Regions from separate parts of the Mus musculus genome. Here region 1 is linked to region 2. Evidence: chromatin contacts called from public Hi-C data. All regions are on one chromosome and are shown on one strand. The core of a region is the stretch at or near the end of the contact, and the rest is flanking DNA. Distances in the headings are between cores, read along the strand shown. Region 1 overlaps Large1 (LARGE xylosyl- and glucuronyltransferase 1). Region 2 holds the start of F2rl3 (coagulation factor II (thrombin) receptor-like 3).

Region 1 (6,466 bases), core at 3,114-5,613, 54 kb after region 2:
TCTAGATACCATTCTTTTAAAAAAAGTCACTTTTTGAAAATAATTTTTTGTTCAGTGAATGAAAACAAAGGCTATAGTGTTTCTAGCATCAGATCCTGTGGGTCTGGAACCTCTGAGATGGCTCCGGATGATTCTGAGGTGGTTTTGTTTGTATGTTTGTTTTTAAATATAAAGGATAGTTCCAGTAAACTGAAAAATTGATCTTTAGGATTAAAAAAAAAAAACAAGAATAAATCATGTCACTAGGAACGACATGCATAGATGACTGGAAACCTAGTGGGTATCTGCAGCATCACACAGGAAGGTCACAGCATGTATTAGTGCAAAGGGACTGGTTTTTGAAGCCAGCCATACTTTATTCTAATCCCAAAGCATTCATTATTATCTATAAGATCTTGGGAAGAACACACAAATTTTCTGAAATATATCTCTACCATCTAAATAAGAGGGATCCTAAGGCTGCATGGCTGTCAAGATCTAGCAGTGCCAACTACCACTGAAGTTTGGGCTCGATAACATAGCTCTTACCATCTTTATTAGTAGTGTGCAGAGACTCTATCTGCAAGGGTATTTTTTTTTTATCATCTTTCTCTACCAACATCAAGCCTCCCAAAGGCCAAGTAATAACAAACACAGCCTTTACTTTGAGAGAAACAGTATTAACATGGTATCTGGTATTTCATGAGAGAGCTCTAAGACTCTTGGCCAATATGCACTCTATAAGTGAGATCAACATGTTTACAGATATCACTTTGAAACAGCTTGATGGGACTGGGGCTAAAGGAGGAATTTAAAACTCCACTCTTTTACATGAAAGTTTATCATTTGAAGAGACCATTTCTGTCCCCTAAGATTGACCTCCCCTCATTTGCATATGGTTACAGACTGACCTGAGCTTCAGGAAATCCATGGGCATAGCTAACTTTGGAGAATGGACAAGTAATCTGTTGCTTAGGTTGTTACTGGACATATATTGAAGGAGGAAGGTTAATAATTTTCCCTGTGGGTTCAAACCCTTTCCTCTCCCAATTCTTATTTACTCAGCTGCTCCTTATTGGGGGGAAGCAATAACAATATTGCAGGTTACGTAGTTCTGGGTTAAATAAGTAGAATTGAGTTTAAAATCTGGCTCTGTGATATCTGAACTCAGGGGATTGGTAGGAAGTTATTTAATCTGAACATCTCCATCTCTTCACTGATAGTCAGCAATACCCACTTCTTGGCTTTGCTCCAGCTACTCAATGTGCACCAAGTGGATCATTATTTAAAAAGCAGTTCTTCTGGACATTGAGCATGATGGAGCTAATGAGGGAACCCGCTCTTCCTCTCAAGTGCGAGTCAAGATAGTATTGGCATGATGTTAGCACAATCCGTCCCAAAGTTTGCTCTTAAGAATCACCATCCTTGTCTCAAATGGCCCTGTTCCTCACATGTGGGCCTGTACTGGCACCAAGTGGTGACTCTTGAAGTACCTGCTGAGGATTCATTCTGTTGGATCCACACACATCAACCTCCTCCAGCTGACAACTTATTGTTTGAATTTGAGCATCAGTTAACTTTTGTTTTAAATGTGACTAAGTGACAGTGTCAGATAGCCATATCTGAGAAAATAAAATGCTTCTCATGCTGGTATGGAGTGTCAGCTTCTGGTTTTAATCGACTCTATGTATATGCAGTTTCATCATCTTCCAGTTTATGGGTATTATAGCAAAGTAATTAGCATCTTATTTCATTCTCAAGACTGACCCTGTTTGACTAGCCAATTATATGGTCATTGGATAGTCCTATAAATATGCAAATGAAAACAAGGTATCTGTGCCTGATTCATGTGCCAGGATAAATGTTTAAAAAAAGCTTTAGGGAATTAAAATTTGATGCTTAATACTGAGGAGCCAGTGTAACCAGCTAATGCTCAGCTTGACTCAAATAGCTGGGAGTGATTACTTCAGATCCAGCTGCTAGCAACAGCTAATCTCGGGGAAAGCAGCAGAATCTATGTGTGCCTCTGGGTATGTGTACACATACATGAGTGTGAAGGAGGAAAAGAGCAGTCAGTGCTAAAGGGAAATATTAAATAGCCAATCATGGCATTTAGGGAAAGTCACTGAACATGGCGACTGGAGAGAGAAGGACAGTAAATTTTGTGAACCTTTGAGAGGTGGCTGCAGCACCCATTACTGAAGAAACTCAACTTAATATGATTTTGAACACCTTTTTGTTATTTTTTTTCGTAATGGTACTCATGGATTATGTTCATGTATTACCTTGATAATGATAAATCCTGCATATATGCTATACATGCAGATATTTTCTTTATATATTATATATATAATATGATATATATGTACATACAATGTGATAGTTAATATTGTCCACTTGATAGGATCTAAAATTAACTAGGATAATCACCTAGTTATCTAGAATCATCTAGTTAACTAGGATAATCAACCTCTAAACATATCTGAGAGATTATCTACATTAGGCTAACTCAAGTGAAAAGTCCCTCGCAGAATCATCCCATTGGATGGGGTCCCTGATTGAACAAAAAAGGAGAAATCAGTCTGAGTGCTGATCCTCATCTCTTTCTGCTTCCTGACTACAGGTGCAATGTGATCAGTTGCTTCAAGTTCCTGCTACCATGCCTTTCCTTCCAAGATGGGCTAGATTCTCAAACTCTGAACCAAAATAAACACCTTTGTCAGATGTTGTCCTAGTAACAAAAGAAGTAATGAATAAAGACACAAACTTGTCTGTACCACTGTGACAATTAATTCTAATTACAATTTTCTTCATTTTGTATTAATTTAGGGGAACACCCTTGAACATACCACATGTAGTGGTCTCATTGATTGGACTATCATGGGACTCTACAGGACAAGATATCCCTTAAAGACAGGCTATTCAATTGAATGATACTGTTTATCATAGTTTGCATACTTAAAATGTAAAACATCTGGCTACAGTGGTGAGACAGATGCACCATGGAAAATCTGAATTTTCCTTGAATTGGGAGGGAAACAAAGGTGACATTTTAGACAAGAGAAAGATGAGATATAAGAACAGAAAGTGTGAGGTGCTGTGCACAGATTTGACTTTGCCTTCTAGACCAAGTGTGTCATGTGGCTTCTTACAAGGGTGGGAGGGAGAAGAGGAAGAAACAGTCTGTACTTCATTTATTGAATGCAGCTTTCGCTGGTCACATGTCAACTCAATACAAACAGCCCAGTACAGGGTATGCCATTAGCTCTTGTTCTCATCAATGTAAACACAACATTAATAGTGAAGAGTAAAGAAAATGGGTCCAGTGTCTTCCATATGCACAATGAAGAGGTTCGTGCCAACACTTGGACAGGTCCTGAGGGGAAACTAAGTTCATCAGCTCCCTCACTTTCAACAGTGAGGCAGGGAAGAACACAGAGATACCTGACCCATTTCTTCCAGTGGCTTCAATGTAGTCATACAAGTGTTCAAATTGGACTTCTGTGAACTGTTCAAGTTCTTCTATAGGCCCAAGAAGGGAATCATACCTTCTGTGAGTGCTGAAGTAGTTCCATGAAGCCCTTTCCTTGTGGCTTGGTGATGGTCCATAGAAAATGTGAGTTGCATATAGTGTTTGGACTCATATTTCTGTAGTCCCTGTCATAGTACTGGATCTAGAGAGTGGAAACTTGGAATCAGGTGGTCTCAGTGTTCATCATGAAGGAAGCTGTTCACCCAGGAACATCCTCCACGGGTGCTTGACTTGCAGGGCCACTGCTGCTGAGGGGTGTTGATCGAGGGAGTTGATTTTTCTTTCAGAGCTTTAAGGATTAGATTTTTTAAAAAACTTAGATTTCTAGATCAAAATGAACAAAATCCCCCAAATTCAAACAACTCAAAACAAAACAAGAGTGACTTTGAGAATAAACAACCAATTCATCCCTCCTTCAGGTCCCTCATGTGTAATGTCCATATGAGAGTCTCCAGATGTTTGTTTGGGTCCTTGGGTTGCTGTCCATATGGGTACCCAGCTAGGTGGCAGGATACATTTCCATCGTAGGAAGCTTTATTGCTCTTACTTTCTCAACAGCTAAGGTTTGACCCATAACTGTTAAAAAGCAATGGGAATATCCAGAAGCCCTGACTTGGTCTGTGGCTTTGTGATGATGTTAAACTCTTCATTTGCTTCCACTCTTCTATGTCCCATCCTGGAAGCACCCATGGTGGGCTGGGTCTCTGTCCAAGACTTCAGAAGAGAGCAGCTTTGTGGGGCCAAAGAGACAAAGGGAAACAAACCAAAGAAAAGCAGTGTTGGCTTTTGTCTTCAAAGGCTGGGCCCCAGCAGGAAGTGGTTCTTCCCTTGTGGCACGTCTCTCCCTAGTGGTGGCTCTCCCTAGTAGTGCTAGCTGTTGTTCTCAGCTGTGAGATATTTCAAGGCAGCAAAGCCATATCGTCGGGACATGTCTTGTTGAAACTCTTCCTTCAGGGTTTTGAGACAGATGCGGTATTGCTTGTTGGAACGGAACTTAGTGATGTCGAAACTAGGGGCATGGGGCATGTGGATCATGTAGGCATTGGGCAACACGGTGAACTCATACTCCTAGAAGGAGGAAGACAAGAGTAATGAGAGATCTTGTAAGAGCTTTGGGTCATGTATGATTCTGAATCAAGGGAATGGAGAATAACACCAGGAAAGGCCACAATAGCTCCAGAATAACTCGCTTCAGGGTCCTGTCCATGAACTTATATAAAATATCAGAGTCATCTGAAGTTTGGTTTTCTCATATACAAAGTGAGAGTGATAAAATCTATCCTGAAGTATGATTATGAGGGTAAAACTCATACTTTATGGGAAAAAGAAAAACAGAACACATGTCCACTCCAGCGGCTCTCCATATAGCACATAGTCAAACTCTAATAACGTTACTATGCAATCTTCTCTTGGACAGTGAACTTTCATCTGTTTATGTGACAGTCTTCACAAAAAGTATAAAAAGAGGGGACAAAAGAAAAACAAAAGGCAAGGAAAAAAAAGCAAATGTTAAAGCTCAATGTGGTGACTCATGTCTATAACGCAGCACTTAGAAAGCCAGCATGAGAAGACTGCCATGAATTCCAGGTCAAACATAGCAAGTTTCATCAGTCTAAGCCTTAGTATAAGATCCTTTCTTAAAAATAGACATATAAATAATTATGTAAATAAAATACCCAAATAAAAAACTAAATGTTTAGCTATATTAAAGGTTAAGAATAATAAAATTTTCCTTGACTTCTTATAAGTGAACAGTGGACACAAGTTTAGGACATGTAACAAAGATAGAACCCAGCACATGCACAATCTATCTATATATATCCTTACTCCAATTTGGATTCATGTCATCTACTTTCTCAGCCCAGAGCAGACAAGAATAAACTCAGCAAGGCAAACTAAGGACAGGAGAGGCAGATGCATCAGGCAGAAGACAGCAGCTAGTGGTAACATTAAAAAAAAAATCAGAAGAACATGCAAGACTCTAGGGCCCACCTGTCTGGGCATTTTACACAGAAACAGAGTGGGCTACTCATCCACCAGGCTCTATAGCTGTGGCTCTGTGAGTGCCTCACTATCTTAAGTCACTGGAATGAAGATGTCTGATGAGTGCTATAGGCAAATACAGGAAAGTATATGGTCCACTTGCAAAAATTCTGTGAATGTGTCTAAAACAGAGGCTAGGCCTTTGTGACAGGGAAAAAAAATAAACTTTTTTTGAATGGTCACCACACAACACTGTTGGGCCCAGAAATACCACTGTTCTTGCTGGTAGCAGCAATGGTAGGCTAGGATTCATGGTCTCTAAGCAGGTTTATCAGTCAGGACATGGGTACCAATAGATGGATATCATGTTTTGTTTTGCTCAACATGGATACTGTTCCACAAAGTCGGTAGATTCTCAGTCACCTGGGATGGCTCAGCTTCAAGGGAACATGTGTCTCATGAATAGCAAATGGAGTTGACAAACTACAGCCTGTCTGGTTTGCTTCAGCTGTATAAATGAAGCAGTAGTGAAGCCTAGCCATGAACATTATTTAGAGAGCACCTATGGACGAACAACAGTGGCAGAGCTGAGCAGAGCGACTTTCAGGTCTCACAAAGCTCCATGTAATTACCATCTAGTCCTTTTCAAAACTGTATAGTACCTAGCTTAACCTATTAAAATTCTGTAGACGTCTTCTGAAGCAGATGTTTGCTACGTATTGTGTAAATGAACAAAGGCTTTCAAATGGAACATAGTCTAAAAATCTCTGTTGTTTTAATTGAAGGGCAGAATAATTAGCAACATTTTAGTGGCATGTTTTGTGCCACTTACAGTGAGGCAATCATACACGTTGGTGTCCAGTCATAAGCAGTAATCCTGTGCTTATTTTCTTCACCAGATGGTGGGGGTAGGAAGCTCTCATTTGCTTAACCCTGGCCAGAAACCTAGTTCCTATGCAAGGGAAGAGGAAA
Region 2 (7,487 bases), core at 764-3,263:
TTTGGCCCCCAGAATCCAGCACACCCTCAGAGACTAGCCTTTTCCTCCAAGGGCACAGGGGTCCTTGAAAGCAGACTTGTGTTTTACATTGCTAGGCATGAACCTGGGTTTTCAGCATGCAGAGTGGCACTGAGCTCCACTCCCTCAGATATGTGTGTACCTGCCTCTCTGAACCTCAGTCTCTTCTCCCCCTTCCCCACCCCTTTGCGGAAAGCTTTGTGTATGTGCATGCAGAGGGCAGAGGTCTAAGTGCTGTGTCTTCCCCTAGCACTCAACTTTATTTTCGGGACAGGGTGTCTCTCTGAATCTGGAGCTCACTGATGGGCTATGTGTACTGACCAGTGAACCTTCAGGACCCCTCTCTCTCCAGCTGCGGTTTACAGATGTGTTCTGCCATGCTCAGCTTGCTTACATGGGTGCTGGGGATTTGAACTCAGGTCCTTATGCTTTCACAGTAACATCTCCATACCAACCCTCTTCCAACCAGTTATTGTGGACTGTTTGTCATCACATAGCCCAGGCTGCACTCAAAATTGCAATTCTCCTGCCTCAGCCTCCAAATGCTGAGATAACAGACTTGCCCACCACCTCATCTGAACACAGAGTCCCCAATTGAGCAGTGCCTGTAACAACTCCCCAAAGTGTCTAGGACACCAAGGCAGCTCAGGGCCCTCTGCTGAGGTCAGGCCACCTACTGCACAGGTCACACCTGGAGCTTTGAGGGCCAGTGACTGGTGCCTCCAAGGGTCCCCACACTCAAACACTTACACTGAATGCCTTACAGCAGGCATATGGAAGGGCATAGACCCCACGCTCACACAGGGGCCTCATTCCTGAATCTCACTTTACTCCTGGCAAGGAGCTGGAACAAGAGAGGCATCCAGATGGCAGGGTGACCCCATCTTAGGGTTTCAGTTGCTGCAACAAAACGCTGTGGCCAAAAACGCAGGTTGAGAAGGAACAAGTTTATTTGGCTTACAGTTTTATATCACTGTTCATTTTTGAAGGTAATCAGGACCGGAACTCCTACAGGGCAGGAACCTGGAGGCAGGAGCTGATGCAGAGGCCAGGGAGGGGTGGGTGCTCCTTACTGGCTTGTTCCCCATGGCTTGCTCAGCCTGCTTTCTTATAGAAGCCAGGACCACCAGCCCAGGGATGGTACCACCCGCAATAGGGCTGGGCCCTCCCCCATTGATCACTAGTTGAGAAAATGTCTTACAGCTGACTCTCATGGATACATTTCCTCAATTGAGGCTTCTTCTCTGATGACTCTAGTGTATGTCAAGTTGATACACAAAACCAGCTAGCACATCCCCCAAGAGGACTTAGGGTACTCTGGACAACAACAATTGTTGATATGGCTTTAGCTTTCACTTACATCTGTCTGTCCGTCCGTCTGGAGACAGGGTCTCACTATGTAGTCCTGGCTGTCCTGGAACTTATTACATAGACCAGGCTATCCTTGAACTCACAGAGATCTGCCTACCTTGGCTTCCTAGAGTGCTGGGATTAAAGGCTGTGCCACCATGCCTACCCTAATTTATGTGTATGTGTGCTTGTGTGTGTATTCAGATGCCAAGATGTACATATGGAAGCCAGAGGACAGAGCCAGAGAGTGGGAGTTCACCCTCTCCCTCCACCATGTGGGCCCTGCATATCGAATGCAGGCCATCAGGCTTGGTGGCAAGCACCTTCTTTACCTGCTGGCATTGTGTGTCGCTTGTTGGTCTGCTTTAACAGAGCCAGGATGCACTGGGATGAGTTATTGTCTTGCCAGCCACAGATAGGAAATAGTGGGTGGCTTCTGGAAGGGCTAAGAATCCCACATGGTGATGACTTGGAGGAAGGCTGGATTGTTATCTAAACAGGAGCTGTGTTACTAGCCAGCAGGAAGTGGCCACTTGATCCACAGATGTTTCCTGGGCTGGGTGAGGTGGGGGATGTTGTGGAGATTTGGTAGGGGGTGGGGAGTAAGGCTGAAGCCTAGGACTCTTTTCTCCCATCCTTGGCCCAGTTCTTTATGAGACATTTTGGAGAGAGAGACCTAGGCAGGACACCCAGACCTCCTGAGTGCACACAGGGACCTTCGATGGGCTCCAGGGTGAGCAAGCAGATCCCAATGGGTCTATGGGGGTGGGAGCTCTGCTGTCTCCCCGAAGGTGCAGTTGCTCCCCACAAGGACTCCGGAAGCCGAGGGTGGAGTTGACAGGGCAGGAAGTCCCAGGCTGCAGCCCAGAAAGCTTCTGATCCTGGCAGCATGTGCTGGCCGCTGCTGTATCCTTTGGTGCTGGGGCTCAGCATCAGCCTGGCAGAGGGCATCCAGACCCCCAGCATCTACGATGATGTAGAGAGTACCAGGGGAAGCCATGGTGAGTGACTGTGTCCCTTAAAGGGGTGGATCAGAAATGGAGCTATTGCTGAGCAGGCTTACAGTCTTAGGTCCCTAAACTCCATGCCTTTGGGACTGGGTTGTATCCTTCCATTAACTGAGTGCTGGAGTGGGGACACTGAGGCACCCACAATGCCTAAGACTCTCAAGGCTATTCTCCTTCATCTTGTATCCCTAAAGGCAGGGCAGAGCAGTGGTTGACTGATGTCCCCTCTCTCCCACAGAAGGCCCTCTGGGTCCCACAGTAGAACTCAAGGAGCCGAAGTCCTCAGACAAGCCTAATCCACGAGGCTACCCGGGCAAATTCTGTGCCAACGACAGTGACACGCTGGAGCTCCCGGCCAGCTCTCAAGCACTGCTGCTGGGGTGGGTCCCCACGAGGCTGGTACCTGCCCTCTATGGGCTTGTGGTGGCTGTGGGGCTGCCTGCCAATGGGCTGGCGCTGTGGGTGCTGGCCACAAGGGTGCCACGCCTGCCATCCACCATTCTGCTCATGAACCTGGCAGTGGCTGATCTGCTGTTGGCCCTGGTGCTGCCACCACGACTGGCTTACCACTTGCGTGGCCAGCGCTGGCCATTTGGTGAGGCTGCCTGCCGGGTGGCCACAGCTGCCCTCTATGGCCACATGTATGGTTCAGTGTTGCTGCTGGCTGCAGTCAGCTTGGACAGATACCTGGCCCTGGTGCATCCTTTGCGGGCCCGTGCACTGCGTGGTCAACGCCTCACTACTGGACTCTGTTTGGTGGCCTGGCTCTCTGCAGCCACCCTGGCCTTGCCTCTCACTCTGCATCGGCAGACCTTCCGATTAGCTGGCTCCGATCGCATGCTGTGTCATGATGCGCTGCCCCTGACTGAGCAGACCTCCCACTGGAGACCGGCCTTCATCTGCCTGGCTGTCCTGGGCTGCTTCGTGCCACTGCTGGCCATGGGCCTGTGCTATGGAGCCACCCTTCGTGCACTGGCGGCCAATGGCCAGCGCTACAGCCATGCACTCAGACTGACAGCCCTGGTACTGTTCTCGGCAGTGGCCTCTTTCACACCTAGCAATGTGCTGCTGGTGCTGCACTATTCAAACCCGAGCCCTGAGGCCTGGGGCAATCTCTATGGAGCCTATGTGCCCAGCCTGGCACTCAGCACCCTCAACAGCTGCGTAGACCCTTTCATCTACTACTATGTGTCCCATGAGTTCAGGGAGAAGGTACGCGCTATGTTGTGTCGCCAGCCGGAGGCCAGCAGCTCCTCTCAGGCCTCCAGGGAGGCTGGAAGCCGAGGGACTGCCATTTGCTCCTCTACACTTCTGTGACTGGTAGCTGAGGTGGGAAGGGGGCATTCTGGCTTGACTGGGTCTCCCCTTAAACTACATCCCTCTTGAACCCTCAGGACATGACCTTATTTGGATATGCAGTTGGTGCGACCTTCATTAGTGGAGCTGAGGTCCACTGGAAATGCTTTTGTAAAAGGTCTGGGTACTATACGTCTGTCACTCCAGCACTAGGGAGGTGGAGAAGAGGATCAGGAGTTCAGGATTATCTTTGACTGTAGTGAATTTGGAGCTAGGCTGGGCTATGTGAGAGTCCAGAGGCAGAAAGGAGTTATGAGGTCACTAGCTAGAGGATGCTGAGAAACCAGAATGGAGTTTCCCTTAGAGCTTCAGGGGATCCAGCCCTAGACACCCTGATTTTGTCAAGGTGCCTCTTAGAACTTCAAACCTTTGTGCTTAGCATGTGTCTGCACAGTGTAGATGTGTCTGCACACATATATTGTATGTGCCTGCGGGTACACAGAGAGGCCAAAGGATGATGGGTGTCTACCTCAATTCCTTCTCTACCATTAAATTTTTAAAAAAATGCTATATATATATATATATATTGTGTGTGTGTGTGTGTGTGTGTGTGTGTGTGTGTGTGTGTGTGTGTGTGTATTCTGCCTGCATGTGTGCCTGGTGCCCACAAAGGTCATAAGAGGGTCAGATCTCCTGGAACTGGAGTTATAGCTAGTTATGAGGTGTCATTTGGATGCTGGAGATGGAACCCCAGTTCTCAACAAGAACAGCAGATGCTCTTAACTGCTGAGCTATCTCAATGGGCCTCCACCCCACGAGATTAGATTTCTCAGCAGATTGAAACTCATTGTCTGTGGCTAGGCTGGTCTGCCAGCAAGTTCCCTGCATCTTCTTCCCATGTATGCCACACCTGGCTTTTACATGGGTTCTGGTCCTCATGCACGCACAGCAGGTACTACCGACTGAGCCACCTTACTTTCTTTCTAAGCTTACTTTTTAAAGGCACATGGGTCCTTCACACCACTCTACTATTTGTCCTAAGATGCTGCAAGGGGAGAATGAGGATTCCCAGGCCCACCTGGCTTCTTAGCTCTGCTCTTGGGGTCCCAACACTTAAAAAATCTCTCAGGGTCTGGCAAGATGGCTTAGGGGAGTAATGGCTATGGACCTGAGTTTGATTGCCTGGATTCACATGGTAGAAGAGAACCCACTCTAGCAACTTGACCTGTGGCCTTCACACATGTGCTGTGGCACGCATGACAGTCCCTTATGTCCAAGATTAGTATCTTGTCTTCACCCAACCCTAAAGGTGAGCTGCAGGAGGACTACTGGTACCTCAGGGGGCGGGTCACTGAGCCACTGTGTTGTCTGTAGCCAGGTCCTGCATGAGAGAAAACTAGCCCTATATTGCATTATTTGCAGAAGGCTGAAAACTGCAGGGTATGTGGAGATCAGCTTGTACTTACTAGTGACCTAGTGGTTTCTACAGCAGCAGGCATAGGACCTCTTCCAGGATAACACGGCTGAGTTCCATGACTGGCTTCCCAGGATATAGCAGACTTGGGTCTTGGCCTTTCAAGTGTGTGGCATCTATGAAGAGTGCCCTCAGATCTGCTAGAAGGACAACATCTTCCAGATGCTAGGAGTGATGATGGACTTGGGTGAGGGGTCTGCAAGTGGTCCAGCCCATAGCATTGTGTTGTGGTGCAGTATGAGCAGTTCTTCTGAGCAGACCATGCGCCAGCTTATTCTTGGCCCAGCACAGAGTGCAAGCTTGGGGACAATCTCTGGGGAGGGCAGCTAACTGCACATGGCAACTCTCAAACCCCAAGACTGACACCAATCTGTAGTTCAAGGGTCAGAACTTGCTCTGAAGTTTGGAAGTCTTGAATATGTGCCTTAAGGGACTCTTGGGACCACTGGGTCCTACTGCAGATCGAAACTTGAGAACTGTGGAAAGACCTTCAAAGATCTGTTTCTGGAAATATTAAAAAAGACGAATGGGCACATTCCTCCGCTGTGTCTTTGCCTTGGCAGCCTGGCTGGCCAAGCACTGGTGAGCAATGGCCAACCTGTTTTATCTCATGGAGACTCTCTGGCCTGGAGCTCCAAAACATCTCCACCTAGTTCCCTAGGTTTCCACTGGTGGGTCGTTACCATGCCAACCCCATGCTTTAAATTCCCCATGGCCTTTGTGGTACACATCTAGCAAACCCACACTTTACTGACTGTACCTTTCTCTTAAGCCCAGAATTGCTGTCACATGAAAGAAAACACAAACTTAGTTCAGAAACAATGGTAACCCAATCTCTGGGCTCAACAACTAAAACCTAATCCTGTAAGCCTTATTAAAATCTGATTCCTTTGGTGGCAAATCCTTGTGGATCCGCCAAGATACAGGGAAACTCTAGCAGCTACATCTTAACCCCCTGCTGTCCTGTTCCAGAAGGACCTAACTCTCTCTTGCTACCTCTCCTCCTTTGTACAACTCAGAAGTCCCGCCTACTCGCCCAGTGATTGGCTCCTTTATTCATTAGTGATTGGTTCACAGGAACAGCACCAGGCCCACCCACAACACAGATCTGCCCAGAAACTGAGCAACACCCCAACACCCTGTATAACTCTTATGAGCTGTCCCAACACTGCACAGGCCTCACACCTCCCCATATCCCCCCGCTCCTCCTTGCCCTGTGTCCTGACTGCTGTCTTCTGACTTTGACTTTTCTGCCCTTTGCCCCTGGTCTGATCTCAAGGGCAAACCCTTTCTGGAGTCAGAAGGGATATGTCCTGGTTGTGGAAGGTTGGGCAACAATAATGGCTTCTACAAACTCAGGAGGAACTGTGCTCCACCTCCCTGCACATGGGCCCTGAGCACAAACACTATTGCTGGTGCCAAGAAGTGCTTGCTGACAGGAACCTGATATGGCTGCTCTACCAATACACCAATACGCACCTGACCAATACAGTTGCAGATACTCACAGGCAACCACCAGACTGAGCCTGGAGACCCCAATGGAGGAGTAAGGGGAAGGACTGAAGGAGCTGAAGGGGATTGCAACCCCATAGGAAGAACAATATCAACTAACTGGACCACCCAGAGCTCTCAGAGACTAAATGACCAACCAAAGTATATACATGGAGGGATCCAAGGCTCCAGATACAGATAAGGATGGCCTTATTTGACATCACTGGGAGGAGAGGCCTTTGGTCCTGGGGATGCTAGAGGGGTGAGTTAGTAGTGGGTGAATGGGTGGAAGAGCATACTCATAGAGGCAAATGGGAGGGGGGAGAAGGGAATGAGATGGGGGTTTGTGGTGGGGTAACTGGGAAGGGTGATATCATTTGAAATGTAAATGATTAATTTGAATAAAACGATTAATAATTACAAAAGAAAGCTAGTTAGCTATAGCATTTGTTATCCAATCTATGAATGCTAAGAATGTGCAGGTATAAATAGAGCTTTGATCTGAACAAATGATTTGAACAGTCTGAAAGGCAGGACCAAATGACCTAGCTGCTCTGAAAATGTCTGAGAAGCAAGTCTTCAGAGGGAAAAGCTTCAATGACGGTAAGGCAGGATCAAGCAGGGAGCTGGGAAAACGCGACTCTGCATCTCAGCCTCCCCAAGGGCGGAGCCTGTCAGGGTGGCCCTCCTGGTCTTCTATTCTGCGATACTCAAACTTCACAAGCAATGCAGAGGACTGTGAAGGCGTCTGTGTGAACATGCAGCATGCCCAGCACAATCAAGTTCGATTTCATGCTTTCTGTCAGCAACTGAAAAACAACTGCCTTTCTTTAGAAGCTAGTTTGATCATA

What was found. Hi-C and Micro-C count contacts between places; a contact is called where the count stands out from the background.
Region 1: a contact with region 2 is called in a Hi-C map of granulocyte-monocyte progenitors, with 1.9 times the contacts expected there. The contact joins the enhancer-like site here to the promoter of F2rl3 in region 2. A contact is called at or near these places in 7 of 484 Hi-C or Micro-C datasets (DN3 thymocytes, the HPC-7 cell line, LSK cells and 4 more) and 2 of 9 other capture datasets (adipose tissue and pancreatic islet).

What each region holds. Positions count from the first base shown.
Region 1 is chr8:72,811,443-72,817,908 of GRCm38.p6, forward strand. It overlaps Large1 (LARGE xylosyl- and glucuronyltransferase 1), which reads right to left. Exons shown (of 15, transcript NM_010687.2): 15 at 3,156-4,579. The coding sequence ends at 4,382. Among named protein-coding and RNA genes, the nearest start is that of Gm39198, 28 kb to the left of the region's middle. Within about 2 kb of position 4,364, at least 44 of the 459 cell types and tissues checked have an H3K27ac peak or open chromatin away from gene starts, as enhancers often do. A contact at or near this core is called in the HPC-7 cell line, LSK cells, adipose tissue and 2 more, where this site is marked.
Region 2 is chr8:72,759,646-72,767,132 of GRCm38.p6, forward strand. It overlaps F2rl3 (coagulation factor II (thrombin) receptor-like 3), which reads left to right and starts at 2,014. Exons shown (of 2, transcript NM_007975.4): 1 at 2,014-2,369; 2 at 2,614-4,253. The coding sequence starts at 2,258. The coding sequence ends at 3,692. Gm39198 (a long non-coding RNA gene) reads right to left here. Exons shown (of 3, transcript XR_878934.2): 3 at 4,308-7,445.